Regions from separate parts of the Macaca mulatta genome. Here region 2 is linked to region 1. The links are chromatin contacts, called in public Hi-C maps. All regions are on one chromosome and are shown on one strand. Each heading gives the region's core, a stretch centred on a gene start, on an enhancer-like site or on the middle of the called end of the contact. The rest is flanking DNA. Distances are from core to core; before and after follow the strand shown. Region 1 holds the start of FBN1 (fibrillin 1). Region 2 holds the start of CEP152 (centrosomal protein 152).

Evidence for each region. A called contact is a pair of places that touch in the nucleus more often than the background predicts.
Region 2: a contact with region 1 is called in a Hi-C map of fetal cortex germinal zone, with 2.7 times the contacts expected there. The contact joins the promoter of CEP152 here to the promoter of FBN1 in region 1. A contact is called at or near these places in 2 of 14 Hi-C or Micro-C datasets (fetal cortex germinal zone and fibroblasts).

What each region holds. Positions count from the first base shown.
Region 1 is chr7:25,972,931-25,977,759 of T2T-MMU8v2.0, reverse strand. It overlaps FBN1 (fibrillin 1), which reads left to right and starts at 2,908. Exons shown (of 66, transcript XM_015142182.3): 1 at 2,908-3,043; 2 at 3,671-4,015. The coding sequence starts at 3,852.
Region 2 is chr7:26,142,881-26,147,709 of T2T-MMU8v2.0, reverse strand. CEP152 (centrosomal protein 152) reads left to right here and starts at 2,122. Exons shown (of 27, transcript XM_077939387.1): 1 at 2,122-2,331.

The sequences.
Region 1 (4,829 bases), core at 1,659-4,158:
AAATATTGGAAGAGGGGACTTGCAGGGCACTGGATTTGGCCTTTACTTCCTGGGCAGAAGCCTTAGAAAAGGCTTGTGTTGGGATGCTGCTGTCCAACATGTCACTGAGTGTAAGATTCTGAGAGAGAGAGAGGGCACAGCAAGTCTTGCATGCTGCTGGAGTACAAGTAAAGCATGCAGTTTCCAGATTCCCCTGTAGGTGCAGAGCAGCCCAGAAAACTGGTGGGCAGGACAAGGCCTTTCTGGATGTCCAACAGCCCTGCTTTCTTCTGATCCATAGTCCCTCTGCTCAGATCCTTTTCCCAGTGTGAATTCCCTCCTTACATCTCCCTACCCAGGGCCGGCCTGTAATCCCAGCACTTTGGGAGGCCGAGACGGGCGGATCACGAGGTCAGGAGATCGAGACCATCCTGGCTAACACAGTGAAACCCCGTCTCTACTAAAAAATACCAAAAAAAAACTAGCCGGGCGAGGTGGCGGGCGCCTGTAGTCCCAGCTACTCGGGAGGCTGAGGCAGGAGAATGGCGTAAACCCGGGAGGCGGAGCTTGCAGTGAGCCGAGATCCGGCCACTGCGCTCCAGCCTGGGCGACAGAGCAAGACTCTGTCTCAAAAAAAAAAAAAAAAAAAAAAAAAAAAATCCATATGAAGGATCCACTACAGACTACTCAAATCAGAAACTCTGGGTGTTGGGGCCTGCTGTCAGAATTTTTTTTTTTCTTTTTTTTTTTTTTTTGAGGTGGAGTTTCGCTCTGTTGTGCCCAGGCTGTTGTGTCCAGGCTGTAGTGCAGTGGCACAATCTCCGTTCACTGCAACCTCTACCTCTTGGGTTCAAGCGATTCTAGTACCTCAGCCTCCTGAGTAGCAAGATTTACAGGCATGCACCACCACACCTGGCTAATTTTTGTATTTTTAGAAGAGACGGGTTTTCATGATGTTGGTTGGGCTGCTCTTGAACTACTGGCCTAAAGTGATCCACATGCCTTGGCCTCCCAGGCATGAGCCACCACGCCCATCCTGGTGTCAGAATTTTTTTTTTAAGCCTCTCATTATTTTACTGCATAGCCAGGGTTGAGAACTGCTATCCTAAGTAGAGTCTAGTTATATTTTAGACTTAAGTTAAATACCACTTCCTCAGGGATCCCTTTCCTGATCAGCCCTAGCCTAGGTCAAGTCCCCTTGTTATATATCCTCCAAGCAAGCACCCAGTACTTATCCTGTCTGGCGCTCAACAATTGGACCATTATTTGTTTCAAGTCTGCCTTTCCTTGTCGACTACCTGATGTGTGAGGGGAGACACATTTTTGCCTTGTTCACTAAATTGTTGAAGTAGCCGGGTTCAAATTGTTGACCCTGCCTTGTTAAAAATTGTTGAAGTGTAGTTCAACAATGCACTAAGTGGTACACAGTTCGTGCTCAGTAAAAACATCTTGAATGAATGATCTCCTTTACTCAGCCAGGAGTGTGTGACCAAGGCTGTCATTCATGAATCTGCTAAGAGACCTTTTGCAGGTGAGACTTAAAGTAGATCACATACATACTTAGAGGATTACGGCTTTAGATCAGCTCATGGTTCCCACAGTTTTACTGTTTCATCTTCATGTATCATAGCAGTTCAGCATGTCCATCATCACCATTATAACCCTGTGTGGTGGACACTACAAGTCCCATCTTATAATTGGAAAGAAGTTGAATAACTTGCTCAGGTCTCTCTACCCTACTCTCTGGGCCCCTTTACAAACGATTACAAATAAGGAAAATCCCTTTCAACAGGATACATTCCCAGGGTACCTCTTTGTGCTGAGCTTTTATTTTTGGCTCGACAGTGGGCTGGTGGCCGCTTGCAGGGGATTTTCTGGGGGTCTCCAGTTACAGCAGCCAGGACCCAGTGTGCGACTTCCGGCCTTCCTAAACTGTTAGAGGGTGCAGGCATCATCGGGCATTATCCATATAAGGATGCCACAAATACTATACCTTTCAAAGCCACTAAATTCACTGTGCCGTGCATACCCTGGGGAGAGGCAGCTGTGTGTGTGGGAGGGCGACGGGACAGGGAGGGTGTAAGTAGAGTACTCCAGATGAACCCCAATCTTAATCTGGGCTGTGCAAGAGGACCATCCCTTCACCGCTCCCATCCTAAATCCTAGGTTCCAACATTTACAGGCCCCTGGGTTGGACACCGACTGAGAGAATCCTGGATTCAGGCCTGGATGGCTTGAATTGAGCCTCAGAAGAGCCGCGTCTGGAGTGGGCTCTCCACAACCCGGGGCAAGTGGGAGCGGCAGAGCCCTCTCCTCGGTCGGCACAGCAGCCCCTGCCGCGGTCCCGGCCTGCGACACACCCAGTCTTAGCCTCCCGGCCTCCTGCGTCTGCTGAGTGTCCGGCGGGAGAGGCGCAGGGAGCGCGCTACCGGGAGGCGCAGGCAGCGGGGACTGGTCTCCTCTCGGGCCAGGGCCTCCGGGACAGCCGTCTCCAGCGCGCATTCTTGGCGCAGGTGGAACAACTTTCTGCTGCGGCAGGGCTTCCCCGATCACGGGAGAGGCTAATCTCGGATCTAGACCTCCCAGCCGCAGAGCGGGCTAAAACCGCTACTCCACCTCTTCCCATTTCTCTCCTCCCCACCTCAAGACAAAAAGTCCCAGGCCGGGCAGGACCTGATCACCTCTGCCTCCTCCCACTGCGCTAATCCTGCGAGCGAGAGGCCCCGCGCCGAGGCGGAGGCTGGCAAAGGGGAGTGGAAAGGGAGGATGGATGGGGCCGGGGGGTGGGGTGGTGATGAGGGGGATGAAGGAGGGGGTGTCATTTTCTTTTTCTTTCTTTTTTTTAAAAAAGTATTTCTCTCGCGAGAAACCGCTGCGCGGACGATACTTGAAGAGGTGGGGAAAGGAGGGGGCCGCGGGAGCCGCGGCAGAGACAGTGGGTGCCACAAGCGGACAGGCGGCCACAGCTGGGACAGCTGCGAGCGGAGCGGAGCAGTGGCTGTAGCGGCCACGACTGGGAGCAGCCGCCGCCGCCTCCTCGGGAGTCGGAGCCGCCGCTTCTCCAGTGGGTGCAGCCTGGGTCTCGACGGGGGTCGGGCAGCCACCCGGGCTGGAGCTGCGGCCACGGAGGCTTTTGCGTTTGCGCCGCGCCGCGCCGAGGGCAGGGACAGGGACTGGGGTGAGGGGCTGTCCCGGAACGTCCACAGCTGGCGCTGGCCCTCCCCTGCCTGACGGCTTCCTGGCCCGGGGCTCTTGGTGCCGGGCTCCGCGTCAGATGTTCGGGGGGCGGTGGCAGCGCCCGGAGTCGGCGGGGACGGCGCGGCGGGCTTCCAGCCTGGCGGAGAGGGCAGGCTGAGGAGTGGGGCGTTTATAGCGCGCATCGCGCGCAATTCGTGCCACTAAAAAATAAACCCAGAGAGCTCGCCCGGGACTTAGGATCTCTGGGGACATGGGTACTTTGCGCTGCGCTCTTTTGGCGGGGCCCGGGAGGCCAAGGGATTGGCCGGGGCTGCTGCCGCCGGGGGCCTGGGCTTTCCAGCCAGCTGTGGACCAAACGGTCTTCCCTTACCCAAATTAACTGCGCCACGCGCAGGCGGCGCACGGGTTGGGCTCCGGAATGGGGACCGCGAGGCTTCAGCATCCCGATGCCCTGAAAGTCTCCCCGCCTCGGGGATTTGTCTCTGTGTTGCAGCTGGCAGGGGCCGCCTGAAGTGGGAGCAGCGCCTGGAGAAGGCGGGAGGAGCCCGGCCCGGGGGACGGGCGGCGGGAGAGCGGGACCCCGGCGGCGCGGTGCGCTTCAGGGCGCAGCGGCGGCCGCAGACCGAGCCCCGGGCGCGGCAGGAGGCGGCGGGAGCCGGCGGCGGCTCGGCATCATGCGTCGAGGGGGCCTGCTGGAGATCTTCCTGGGATTTACCGTGCTTTTAGCGTCCTACACGAGTCATGGGGCGGACACCAATTTGGAGGCTGGGAACGTGAAGGAAACCAGAGCCAGTCGGGCCAAGAGAAGAGGCGGCGGAGGACACGACGCGCTTAAAGGGTAAAGGAACCGGTCCCCTCCTTTGGTGTGGGTCTCCCAAGTTTCAAGATGCAGAACAACGGGCAGGATGATTCTCCCTGTGGAAGACTCCTTGGCAAGACCTCCTGGGGGCACCTTAGAGGTGCTAGGGTTGTTTAGTCCCCACCCCGTTCGTGGTTAAACTACCTTGCCCCTACTCCCAAAGATTTCTGCCCCAAAGGAGAGGACAGGATTGAAAGGAATCTTGGGCCATTGTTGAGGCAGATTTTGGGAGGCGAGAAGGGTTCCTTGAGGAAGAAGGGGAGGAGTTGCGAGTGGGATAAGAGGAGAAGCCCATTCCTTTCCCTGCAATACCAATTCTGGTTGTGTCTAGAGGAAAGTACTTTCCTTGGGGTCATCTTGGTAGATGCTGTATTTGAAAGGGGGCAAGGAAAGGAAGGGATTCCCATGAGAGTCAGAGGATAAATCACAAGAGTAGTCGACTCTTCCGTAAATTATGCTTATTACGATTACGGATTGGGTTTTCCGGGCAGTGCTTCCTTTAGATGTCTACACTGGAAGCACAACAGGGCAAGTGGTTCTGAGAACTGGTTTTTTTGGGTTGTGTGGGGCTCTCCGTTTCGCTGCAGCAGTAAGGCTGCTGTGGCCGGCCTTAAGGAGGTATTTTTAACTAATGGTGTTTGTATTATGTACATTCAGTTGACCATTTCACTGGCTTCCCATGCCGCTATTATAGATGTTTCGGCCAGAAAGATTTAAATTAGGCGGGTTGACTAAGGGTTGTCACTTTCCTGTGTTGAAGGACAGTGGGAATACATTTCCTTTAAGAGAAATT
Region 2 (4,829 bases), core at 873-3,372, 170 kb before region 1:
TAAATTTAAGATTCCTGCACTTTTGCTGGTCTGGCCTTCAGATTTCACTCATGCCAATCAACTGGCCTGTTGAGCTCTCTCCTTCTCTTCTTCCTCGAACCTGCCTTGATAGATTCATCCCTAGGTGTTCACTTTCCCTAGAATTATTGCCTATTCTTACTACACTTAGTAAACATTTTTTGTTATTATTTATCTTTCTATGTAAGGACCTTGTAACTCAAAGTGTTGGTACCTTGAGCATAGGAGTCCTACCCTGCACCTAGGCTGGTACTTAAACAGGATACGTGGTCAAAGAAAATTTAGTCGAATATATTCTTAACTCCACTAAAAACCATTTTTAGAGGCATGGCAAGATGGGAGGTTGATTTATTCTTTATTTTCCCTCTTTGTCACATATATACTAGGTTCACTAAAGTATTTTGTATGTAGTGATGAGCTCTGGGTTTGGAGATAAAGGACCTGGTTTCAAATTCTGTCTGCCTTGTATTAGCTGTGTAGCCTTGGACAAGTCACTTAATTTATTTTTATGTAAGTTTCTTCAGCTGGAAAATGGGGTAGGAATACCTAGGCCCCCCACAGTGTTGTAGTGAGAACCGAATGAGATAATGCTTGTGAAATAATTTACCAATCTGTAAAGCACTGTGTAAAGGATTATAAACACTGCCTCCTCCTGTGTTTCCCCTGACACCTTTTATGCTTTCATCCTTCTAAGAAGCAGTTGTTTGTGCATGGGGATCACCTGGCATTCTTGTTGCAGCACTCCATTATAACCCTCAGCACAGAAGTTTGCCAATCGACTTCAGTGGGATGTGAGAAGTGAAAAGTGCATTTGATTCTCACTAAGATGCCTTGGGTCAGATTCAACAAATGCCATTTACTTGAATGCCTTTTATTTGCTTTTACTGCCTGCCCCCCCTGCCAAAATCTTCATCTATTTGTTCATTTGTTCATTTATTCATTTTCTCATTTAATGTAATTGTTTTGAGTGCCTACCAGGGTCATGAAACATGTTAGATACCCAAGAAGTAAAGTGAGTACTTCAAGATATTCACATTGTACTGAGTGTAACAGACACACAAAAACTATAGTGGATATAAGAACTATAATAGGATATATAGGATACACTGTGTACAGAGGTAGGAAAGATCATTTCTGCGAAGTGAGGGAGTGTGTATCATGAAAGGCTTCAAAAGAGGTGATAGTCTATCTCGAAAACTAAGTAGGAGGAGAACTAAGGTAGAGGCAATGCAGGTGAAAGAAACAGCTTTCACAGCAGGTGAAACAAAAAAAGCGCTCTGGGAACCATTGTTAGCTCAGCCTGTGATTTCATTCATTCTATTACAGTGGATTAAATTACCTGTTATTTGCCAAACTCTATACCAGTTTATGGGGTTACAGGGGTCAGTGTAGGCATGGGGGTGGATGGTGAAGTAGCAAAGGAAAACTAGCCACATTATGAAGAGCCTCGAACAGCCATTTTACTCCACGCCAGTACACATGGGAAAGAGTTGAAAGGATATGTGAACCTGCTGCCACCAATTCCTTTATTATTCACTGGAACTGTTTCAGCCAGAGAAGATAGACACAGTACTGGGCTTCACTGAAGACTGGGTGGCGCTGTCTTTAGGGGCAGGTTAATAATATACACCTAAGGGACAAGAACACTTACACCCGAGGAAATTAGAATAGTGAACAGACACGTGGACAAATGTGCCATCTTATCAGTTTAAAGAAGCAAAAATGTAAACAAAGCGGCACCTAGTAAGATAGAAGACAAAGCAGAACATCTAAGGCTGTTAGGTAATGGGGAAGCAGGTGCCTTAGAAAACAAGAAGGGCAAATGCAAAAAACCTCTAAGGCAAGAGTTCGGTGGGGAATCTGCGGGATTCTGTGTGCTGAAGCGTAGGAGGCACGAGTCACCTCTGCAGTCTCCGTTACCAAAGGGGCAAGGGGTGCCGGTAAGGCCGGTGCACCCTGGCGGAAGGTAGCGGGCAAAGCGCCTCGGCGTCTCTAGGCAACCGATCAGCCCGCCCACTCCAGAGTAACTTCCTCGTAATTGGCTCACGAATTCACCAATGGACGCACAGGGGGAGCTTCCCGCCACCTCTGGCGCCCGCTTTCAAACAGCCGTACTTTGCAACTGCGGGCGGACTTGTCAACCAAGCTTGAGGAAGGCGGAGACTTCTGCTTCCTCGCTCTGCCCCGAGCCGGCACGGCTCCGCCCACCGGGCGAGCTTCTAGTCGGCGATTGAAGGAGGCGACTGCTCCTTAAGGGCCTCCGCCCCGTGGGTTCGGTTGTGACTAGGAAGGAGCTAGTGGACTACAACCAGGGTAAGGGGGTTTGCTAGAAGTTGGTCTTCCGCCAGGGCTAGAGTTTCCTCGCGGTAACAGCCTGCGTGGCCTCTGGTGAGTTCTGATTCACGGGTGGGCTTGGACCTGGGGTTAGAGGAGTTGCGGGGTCCTCGGGATCCTGGCTGAGGGTTCCCCGGGGGCTGACCTGCCCTCTCCCCAAATCCCGCGGTGGTGGACTGCCCGCAAGTTGCGGGCTCAGCTTTTACCTTTAACGTGTCATTTAGACCTCTTCATTCCTCCAATATCCTATTTAGAAGCGACATATGGGAAGCCCGCCTCGTTTCCAAACTGCTGGGGTCGCCCCGAGACCCTACTCTGCGGACCCCGCCTTGGTCACCCTGGCGTTACTCCTGGCTCACAGTAGGTGCTGTGTGCACGTGTGTTGACCGAGTACAAGTGATGCTGGCACCCAAAGCCAGCAGTCCTGGGTTATGGGCCCCGTGTGGCTTTGGTCATGTTTGTAGTGCTGTAGCTGACGCCAAACAGTTCCTCAAGGTCATTCGCTTAGCCTGTGGATGCCTATTGTGTATTAGCATTACTCGCTCCGCTCTCTGAGCAACTTAAATCAATTTGTCCAAAGTGCTGTCATTAGCACTGATCACAAGATGTTGTGATCATTTGTTTATATGTCTATTTTCTTTCCCTCCATCACGTCCCGTTAAACTTTGTAATCTTGAACAGTGCTTGGTAAATTGTTGAATGAATGAATAGGGCGCCTCCACCAGGTGTTGCAAGTCTAAACTGAGCTGTGTGCTCTGGCTATTTCCATTCTAGAAGGCGAGTTATGTCAGCAAGTAAGTAGAATTTCCCAACTCCCAGTGCAATTCTTAGAGACCCCTTTTGTGGGGGTTTATAACCCTTTCTATATCGTAGTCATGAACTCGAGTCTGATTTAAGCCTGTTATCACCATATACCTTCATAGTGCGTGACAATGAACATGCACTCCCCAGGCAGGTGAATGCGCTCAACTAAAGAGAAGCTGAAGTAGAAGCCATAAGAAAAGCATAAGACATACAGTCTGAAAGTGCAAAGGAGTGGCTTATTCTATGGGGGAACAGGCTTGGAAAGGCATCTTGAAGGAGGGTGGCATTTTTGTTCCATAGGAAGTTGCATTATTTGAAGTGACATTTCTCATAGGCTGCACACTCACCTTTTCTCAGATATGCGGAATCCTCTTTATTCCCGTAACCTCTTCGGTAGCTGTCAGACTCCTATTCATCAGTAATCATGTCATAATAATAATAAAACTAGAATGTATTGATTGGTACATAGTGCTAATTACTTTACATGTATTATCTTGTGAATCCTCAGAATCAATCTTTGAAGTAGGTATTATTTCTACCCCCATTTCATTAACGAAGAGGCAGAAACGGTTTGCTCAAGACTGCACTGCTGATAAATAAAAGAGCCAGAATTGAGCTCAGGTTGTCTGAATGAGTGCCCTCATTCTTAGAGCCAGTTATAGCCATATTGTGTCCTTTAAGATTTATTTCTAATCTAAAAGCTCTTTTTTTTCTGTAAAAATTCTCTAAACTATCCTTTCTTCTTAGGAAAAGTTAATTTGTGCTTTGTACTTTCATCTACTACGGAATTTATTACAATATGTTATTGTAACTGTTTATATCAGTGGCTCTAAGAGAGGATGAGCAGAGACAGTGAGCTCCTCATGGCTGGTACCATGTTTTAGATGTATCTAGGATGTGATCTGGAACACAGTGGGTATTCAATAAAATTTTATTGAAATAATGAATTCCTATAAGGTAACATGCCTGTATCATATTCAGTCAACAAATATTTGTTATGTGCCTACCATGTGCAAGCGGGTAGATACATTTTAATTCTGCCTTCAGGGTGCTTATAGTTTATTAGATGAGGCGAAAACAATACTACTTTTGCTTTGTAATCTTTTGTCTAAATAAACACTGATTGGTTTTGTTGCAAGGAGGGCAGAGAAAATCAGGGACAACGAAAGAAATGCTGGGTCAGAGCATCCATCGGAGTGTAACAACAGGACATACTTTTTGTAGTCTTGTTAAGGGTTCAGAAAAAGTTATCTAGGAAGAAAGTCTACCAGTCTGCTACTGAAAAAGAAAACCAAAACATACTGTACACTTATTCTGCATCTTGATTTCTTAAGTGGTCAGCCTTGAGTCAATAGATATAGAAAATTTTCATTATTTTTACTAGTGGTATAGTATGACAAATTCAAAAATAATTTTACTAGTGCAAATGTTCATTTTCAATATATTAATTTTGATAGTTTTCAAGATGGTTTAGCAGTTCATATTTTCACCAGCAACTCATGAGCCATACAAAATACAAAATAGTCACCACTGGTTGATAATTTTTTTTTTTTTCAATCTAGTGGTTGTTGAAAGTGGCATATCGTTGTTTAAATGACACTTTTTTGAAACATCACGAGCTTAAGCATCTTTTCAAACTAATTGATTTACACTTTTTAAAATAAATTGTCATA